Regions from separate parts of the Anser cygnoides genome. Here region 2 is linked to region 1. A link is a contact called in public Hi-C data. All regions are on one chromosome and are shown on one strand. Each heading gives the region's core, a stretch centred on a gene start, on an enhancer-like site or on the middle of the called end of the contact. The rest is flanking DNA. Distances are from core to core; before and after follow the strand shown.

Region 1 (3,318 bases), core at 601-3,100:
CCACCCTTATCTCCCCAAGCTACAAAGTCTTGCAGTCAGCAAACACCTTTTGCTTGAGCAATGCGCTTGCCTTGAATTTCAGAACCAGTGCCAGAGGCTTGGAAGGCAAGGCTTATGTTCTGCTTGGAAGGCAGAGGAAAAGAGGGACTCACCAACTGTGCCAGGGATGGGTCAGGAGCACCCAGTGCCTGCCAGAGGCTTCGGGAGCTGCAACAGTGCCTCTGGCTGCTGTCCCAGGTGCCCTGGTCCCAAGTGTATTTAGCACGATACTGAATCAGAGAACGACATTTCTACCACCCCACTCATTCTAGGGGGCTCCCAGAGCACTCTGCTGCAGGATTCATTCTCCATCACTGCTGAAACACAGCCCCTTCTGGGGCAGAGCTCTGCAGCTGTTTAATAGCTCACAGCAACATCGCACAAGCAGATGGAAAAGAAAGCGAAATGTGTAAGAAACGTTCTTTCCACTTTCTTTCCAACCTTCCCTTTCTCTCCTCTTTGTCTACAGCTTTTCTTGCCAGCTCCAGACAACTCCAGATGTGTGTCTTTCCCACCAGTATCTGAAGACATTTGGCTCTGGAGACGGGGGATCTGCGTGCCAGCATGCTGCCTGCCGGGGCTGCCAGCCCCAGGGGCTGCGTTCCTGCTGCCGCGCTCTCGCCCCTGGCTGTCCTGACCGACACACTGCTGGATGGAGGGACGGAGTGCTGGTAGGGAACAATTCTGCTTTCTTCCAGATGAGTACAGCCTAGATGTAAAATTGCTTAACGCAGACAAGACACTCTTGCCTTCAAAGTATGTCAGTCGCATTAAAGCCCTGAGGAAAGTTAAGAAAGGAATATATACATTATTTCTGCCCTCCTCTCCTAGATTTAAACTTAAAAAAACAAAACTGTTTTCCTTATATTCCGAGCAAAGAAAAGAGTAATGGCAAACAAGCTTGTATGGAGTTACAACTGCACAAACAAAAATGTTTTTCTGGTAGAGAAATCTTACAAAGAAGTCCTGCTCTTTTTAGACATCATTATTTTGGCAAAACACACCAGATGTTACTGGGAACTCTCCATCTTTTAAAACAGAGAGCTACCATATACAACTTAACACCTTTCAGATGCTTAGATCCTAGTCTAGGCAAGGCCTTTGTGGTTCAAACTCATTTTTCAGGTTCAAACCCACCCTGCCCAATGTCCAACATCCCCACTTCTGCCCTTCTTGGTCAGGGGTGAGCGGGGCCTGGCCCCGTCACCGCTGCTCCCCTGGGAGGGGACCGAGGGGCGCTGCCGGGGCTGGGCCTGCTGGGTGCCTCCTGCAGGCACCCTCACTCGGCCCCGGTGCCGTGGTGCCTAAGTGCACAGAGAGGACGTGTCCTGTCAGTGTGGGTGGGTGGCAGGACAGCTGCTGGGAGTTAAACCTCAGCACTGACCTTTGAGGAAAAACAGGCTGTGGTTCATACGCATCTAAGAAACCCAGAGAAAGTGACTGAAATGAGCTGAACGAAAATAAGCAGGTGTCTCTCTCCCGCTCCTTTCGCAATTTCTGCTCACCCACCCGCATTTTTTTTTGCACTCAAGTTGTCAAGAAAAACGGCAGGAATGAGGTTCCTGGTATAATTACAGCTTGCTGAGAAAATCGCAGCCTGCAGCAGTAATTCCTTCAGTGCTGGAGACAGATGCTGCTGAGGTCTAATCACAGTGTTCCCACTAAGCAGGCCCCGAGTCTAATCTGTCATCAGCTGAGAGGCCGCTGACTCCTGCCACGTGTGAACCGGAGCTGCTCGGCCTGATCCTCTCCCCCGGGCCGGAGCAAGGCAGTGCCAGAGGGAGGGTATGTTTCCATTCACTCCTTGCCCTCAGCGACAGCGATACTGCAACTTCAATGCACTGCTTATCTCTCCTCCATGCCTCCTATCAGGGCCACTCAAAGCCTCGCTGGAAAGGGCTCAAGTGCTTGTTTTCAACTTACAATGCCGTATAGTGACTGCAGTTCAAAAATACAATTTGAGCTGAGATAAGTTGAAGGAGAGGCTTAATGAGAACGGCCTGTAGCTAATTCCTCCTTCCAATATGTATGGTATTTTCTGCTTATTAGGAGGACAAGGCTGCTGCCCTCGGTGAATGATCTTATAGCCCCTGCATGCTAACATCAACAACAGAAAATCAAGAGTATGAGTACAGGCTGATGAGCACAGAAGTAGGAAGAGGAAAAAGCTGAAGTGCTTATATTGAAAAAAGAGCTGGGAGAGAGCACATGCGTGAGGAGAGACTGCACACATCTCCTGTGGGTTACACACAGTTGCTATTGCCATCAAACGTTCTCACATTAAAAAGCTGGTGTTCTGTAGAAGCCTGTGGCCAACTCCATTTCTTAGTCTTCAGCAATTTTTCTGAACCTGCACGTGGTAGCTGTGTGCACACGACGATGCACCAGGTCTGTACAGAAGTAGTGGATATGGTGGCTTCTCGGTCACTGAGGAGGGAGGGGGAACAAAGCGTGGCACGATGTCTCAAAGAGGGGAAGGAGTGACTCATACAGGAAGAAAAACAAAGCAAAGATGAACTTAGAGCATAAGAGAAGAGGTAGACTGTTGGCTGTAAATCAACTTTCTTGCACTCAGAAGGGTGAGTATTACAGCGTGAGGAGTTGTGCTTGACAGTAATGGAAGTCCAAGGAAGTTTGATTAAGATTAAATGGCAGTCACTGGCCAACACAGAAAAGAGGCTTTAAGGTGAAAATCAAAGACAGGAAGTGACTAAGTAGGTCAGAAGCTGTGGGTAGTGAGCTGGATAGATTAAATGGGACTTGGAGCGACTAAGTTAGCTCTGCTAATGACACATGATAACACTCAAAATGTCGCCAAGTTTAACAAATCTGACTCTGAAATCACCTTCAACGTCCTGATATCAAATCAGAGATTGCTGAGCTCTAATAGTATCTACATCAGAGCAGATAATGTATGTGTTTTAACAAGAGATTGGTTTTGCAGTCACTTTTTGACCCTGCCAAGCTTCCTGTAAATAGTACGCTGTTTTGACTGAACAGGATTTCTTCATAAGGACTGAGGAAAAATGACCTGACTAATAGAAACTGTTTGACTCTGAGAAGGGCAGCTCCTGCAGATTGAAAAGACAGATGCAGTGGAGAAACTCCTTTCCACCCTAAATTCAATAAGTCTTTGATTCAGCAGCTGTGTTCATACTCTGGAAAGCCGGAAGAGAACGGTCACCTTGTATTTTTATACCTGATGAGAAAACCCCAGATTGTGTGTGTGCACTGGGACAGTTCAATGTGCGTCTATTCCATCTTCAAAGAGGCTTTCAA
Region 2 (3,318 bases), core at 290-2,789, 64 kb before region 1:
GAAAAAGAAAAAAACAAAAACGGCTCAGAGCAACTCAGTAGTGAAATAGTTATCTCGGCCGGCTTTCTCGGTAACTCTTGGAAAGTCCCCGAAATGACGTTTCTAACCTAACAATTAAAATGGGTTTAATTATAGAGAGGCTCGGAGCCCTGGGAACAAGCACCATCTACAGAATCAGTAAACAACTGCAGAAAATAATAGACTGGTCTCTCCCCGGTTACTCCTCGCTTCTGGCCAAGGCGAAAGAAAAGAAACTAGAAAGAGAAGGAAATTCGAGGAACCTGATTGCTCTCCCTAAGTAAATAAAAAAAAAAAAAAAAAGGAAAGAAAGAAAGAAAGAAATCTGGAATAGCCGGAGCCCGTGGGCGTTCCTCTCCTTGGTTGTTTTGGCCGTTCTCGAAGAGCAAAGGAGGGGAAAAAGCTCAGCCGCCAGTTCAAAGTCCGGCTCCTGAGACTCTAAAGCAAACAGCGGAGGAAGCGGCTGAGTTGCTTCAAGTTCTCAAGGCGCTGCCCGCTCGGCTTCGCGCCCTGCTGGGTCCCTGCGGGGGCTGGGAGGGACCCTCGCCAAGGGGACCCCGGCAAGGGGCCCCTCGCCCCCCCGGCCCCTCGCCCGCCCTGGAGGGCAGCCGCCGTGCCGCTGAGGCACCCTGGTATCAGGAAGCCTAGAGACGTTTTGGTTTTTTTACACCGAAACTGCCCCGTCCTCCCCCCCCCCCCCCCGCCATATCAATATCGGTATGAATCACACTGTGCCTACTGAAATCTGGAACAGATTACTTGCTCAGAGACGCATTCTTTTTTCAGTTTTACAACTCAGAGGGGACTGGCAGGAGAGCATACGGGGAGAAGAGGCAGAAACGTATCAAACACCCTTTTAAAACCGTCTTTTAGCAACTTCCACGAGCGCGGCTGCGAGCTCCTTCCCGCCGCAGCGCCTGCCGGCTTGCAATAAAACCGGGAGAAGCGGCAGCGCGGCCCGGGGGCGGCGGAGCGAGCTACACAAAGCCAGCCGGCACCGCCGCGCCGCCGGGGGGGCCCCGCGCCGCCACCCCCCGCTCCAGGGGCGGGCGCCGCGCGGCGCCGCGGGACTTGCGCCACTTTTGCGCGGGGCCGCGCGTTGCACGCGCGCGCGCGCACACACACACACACACACACACACACACACACACACACACACACACACACACACACACTCGCGGGCACGCGCACACACACGCGGGCGCGCGCACAGCCGCCTCCCGCGTCCGGGGCGGGGAGGGGAGCGCTGCCCGCAGGGGCTGTTCTGGAAGGGACGCGCTTTTTTTTTTTTTTTTTTCCTTTTCTTTCTTTTTTTTTTTTTTTTTTCCCCTCCCCTCCTCCCCTCCCCCTCGCTTCTTCCTCCCGAAAAGTTTTTTTCTGGGCCCGCCCGCCCGGGTGATTCAGTCGCGGTGTCAATCACCCTGTCCTCCTCCTCCTCCTCCCCTTCCTCCCGCCGCCGGCTCCTCCTCCCGGGGTAAGTCCGAAACTTTATAAGTTGAGCTTTTTCCCCCAGCCCGCTGGAAGCGGCGAGCGGGCGCGGCGGGCTGGTGGCGGCAGCGGAGGCAGCGCTAGCAGCAGCGGGGGGAGGCAGCGCGCTGGAGGCTGCGAGCTGGAGGCTGCGCCTTACCCACACCGCGACTCCTTCCACTTGCCTGCCGCCGCGCCTGCCGCTTCCCCCCTCGCTCGCCGAAGATGTCCACAGCCCTGGTGTCGCCCACCATCTTCGACCTGAGCGAAGTTTTATGCAAGGTAACCGCGCCGGCTGGCAGCTTCGGGTTGGCGCCTGCAGGGGCTCTCTGCGCTTTTTTTTTTCCTTTACTTTTTATCCCTTTTTTCTTTTTCCTTCCCCCCTCCCCCTTCTCCGGCCGCGAGCAACTTGGGCGGCCGGGCGGGGCGCCCCGCTCGGCTCAGCCCGGGCCCCGCTCCCCGCCTTCGGGGCCGGGCAGGGCCGGGGCCGGTCGGCGGCGCCGGGCGGGGGCCGTGCTCCTGCCGCCGCCCGCTGCAGCGCGCCCGGGCGGGGAGCGGGGAGCGGGGCTGGGCGCAGCCCGAGCCCCCGGCGCCTTCCCCCCGGGGGGCTCTTCCCGCAGCAGCCGCCCCGGTGGTCGTAGGGGCGGCTCGGGGCTTGCTTTGCTCGCAGCAGACGGGTGGGACGCGCGGGGGGGCTGTGCCGAGCCGTGCCGAGCCGTGCCGCCGAGGCTGAGCCCTCCGAGGGCTCCCGGCGTCGCCCTCCCGTCCGGGGAGAGTTGCGGAGGAGGCGGTGGCAGTGACCGGTGCTTGCTTTCTGCCCGCAGAGCAACAAGATGCTGAACTACAGCCCCTCGGGTGTCAGCGGGTGCCTGCTGGACAGGAAGGCGGTGGGCACCCCGGCCGGCGGGGGTTTCCCTAGGAGGCACTCTGTCACCCTGCCCAACTCCAAGTTCCACCAGAACCAGCTCCTCAGCAGCCTGAAAGGGGAGCCCGCGCCCATGCTGGGCCCCCGGGAAAGCCGCTTTCGGGACCGCTCCTTCTCAGAGGGCGGCGAGCGCCTGCTGCAGCAGAAGCAGCCCGGGGGCCAGGTCAACTCCAGCCGCTACAAGACGGAGCTGTGCCGCCCCTTCGAGGAGAACGGCGCCTGCAAGTACGGCGACAAGTGCCAGTTCGCCCACGGCATCCACGAGCTGCGCAGCCTCACCCGCCACCCCAAGTACAAGACCGAGCTCTGCCGCACCTTCCACACCATCGGCTTCTGCCCTTACGGGCCGCGCTGCCACTTCATCCACAACGCCGAGGAGCGCCGCGCCGTGGCGGGCGGCCGGGAGCCCGCCGTCACTGACAGACCCCGCCTTCAGCACAGCTTCAGCTTCGCCGGCTTCCCCAGCACTGCTGCCAGCGGGCTGCTGGACAGCCCCACTTCCATCACCCCGCCGCCCATGCTGAGCGCCGACGACCTGCTGGGCTCCCCCACCCTGCCTGACTGCGCCAGCAACCCCTTCACCTTCTCCAGCCAGGAGCTGGTCAGTCTCTTCGCCCCCAGCATGGGGGTGCAGGTGCCCAGCGGGAGCTCCCCCACCACGTTCTTGTTCAGGCCCATGTCCGAGTCCCCCAACTTGTTTGACTCGCCGCCCAGTCCTCAGGACTCCCTCTCTGACCAGGAGGGCTATCTGAGCAGCTCCAGCAGCAGCCACAGCGGCTCAGATTCCCCTATCCTGGACACCTCAAGACGTCTTCCCATCTTCAGCAGACTCTCCATCTCCGACGACTAATCTGGGGTTTCCTCTTGCTCCCCCCCACCTCTATTACGATTTTAAGCTGAACTCCCCC

The links. A called contact is a pair of places that touch in the nucleus more often than the background predicts.
Region 2: a contact with region 1 is called in a Hi-C map of granulosa cells, with 2.1 times the contacts expected there. The contact joins the promoter of ZFP36L1 here to the enhancer-like site in region 1. A contact is called at or near these places in 2 of 7 Hi-C or Micro-C datasets (granulosa cells and liver).

The regions. Positions count from the first base shown.
Region 1 is chr5:29,232,638-29,235,955 of Taihu_goose_T2T_genome, reverse strand. All of the region lies in intron 10 of RAD51B (RAD51 paralog B), which reads right to left. It overlaps LOC106031667 (a long non-coding RNA gene), which reads left to right. Exons shown (of 5, transcript XR_010832055.1): 4 at 509-710. Among named protein-coding and RNA genes, the nearest start is that of ZFP36L1, 64 kb to the left of the region's middle. Within about 2 kb of position 1,850, at least 2 of the 3 cell types and tissues checked have open chromatin away from gene starts, as enhancers often do.
Region 2 is chr5:29,296,730-29,300,047 of Taihu_goose_T2T_genome, reverse strand. It overlaps ZFP36L1 (ZFP36 ring finger protein like 1), which reads left to right and starts at 1,539. Exons shown (of 2, transcript XM_048065239.2): 1 at 1,539-1,767; 2 at 2,310-3,318. The coding sequence starts at 1,711. The coding sequence ends at 3,260. LOC125182930 (a long non-coding RNA gene) reads right to left here and starts at 1,361. Exons shown (of 4, transcript XR_010832052.1): 1 at 1-1,361.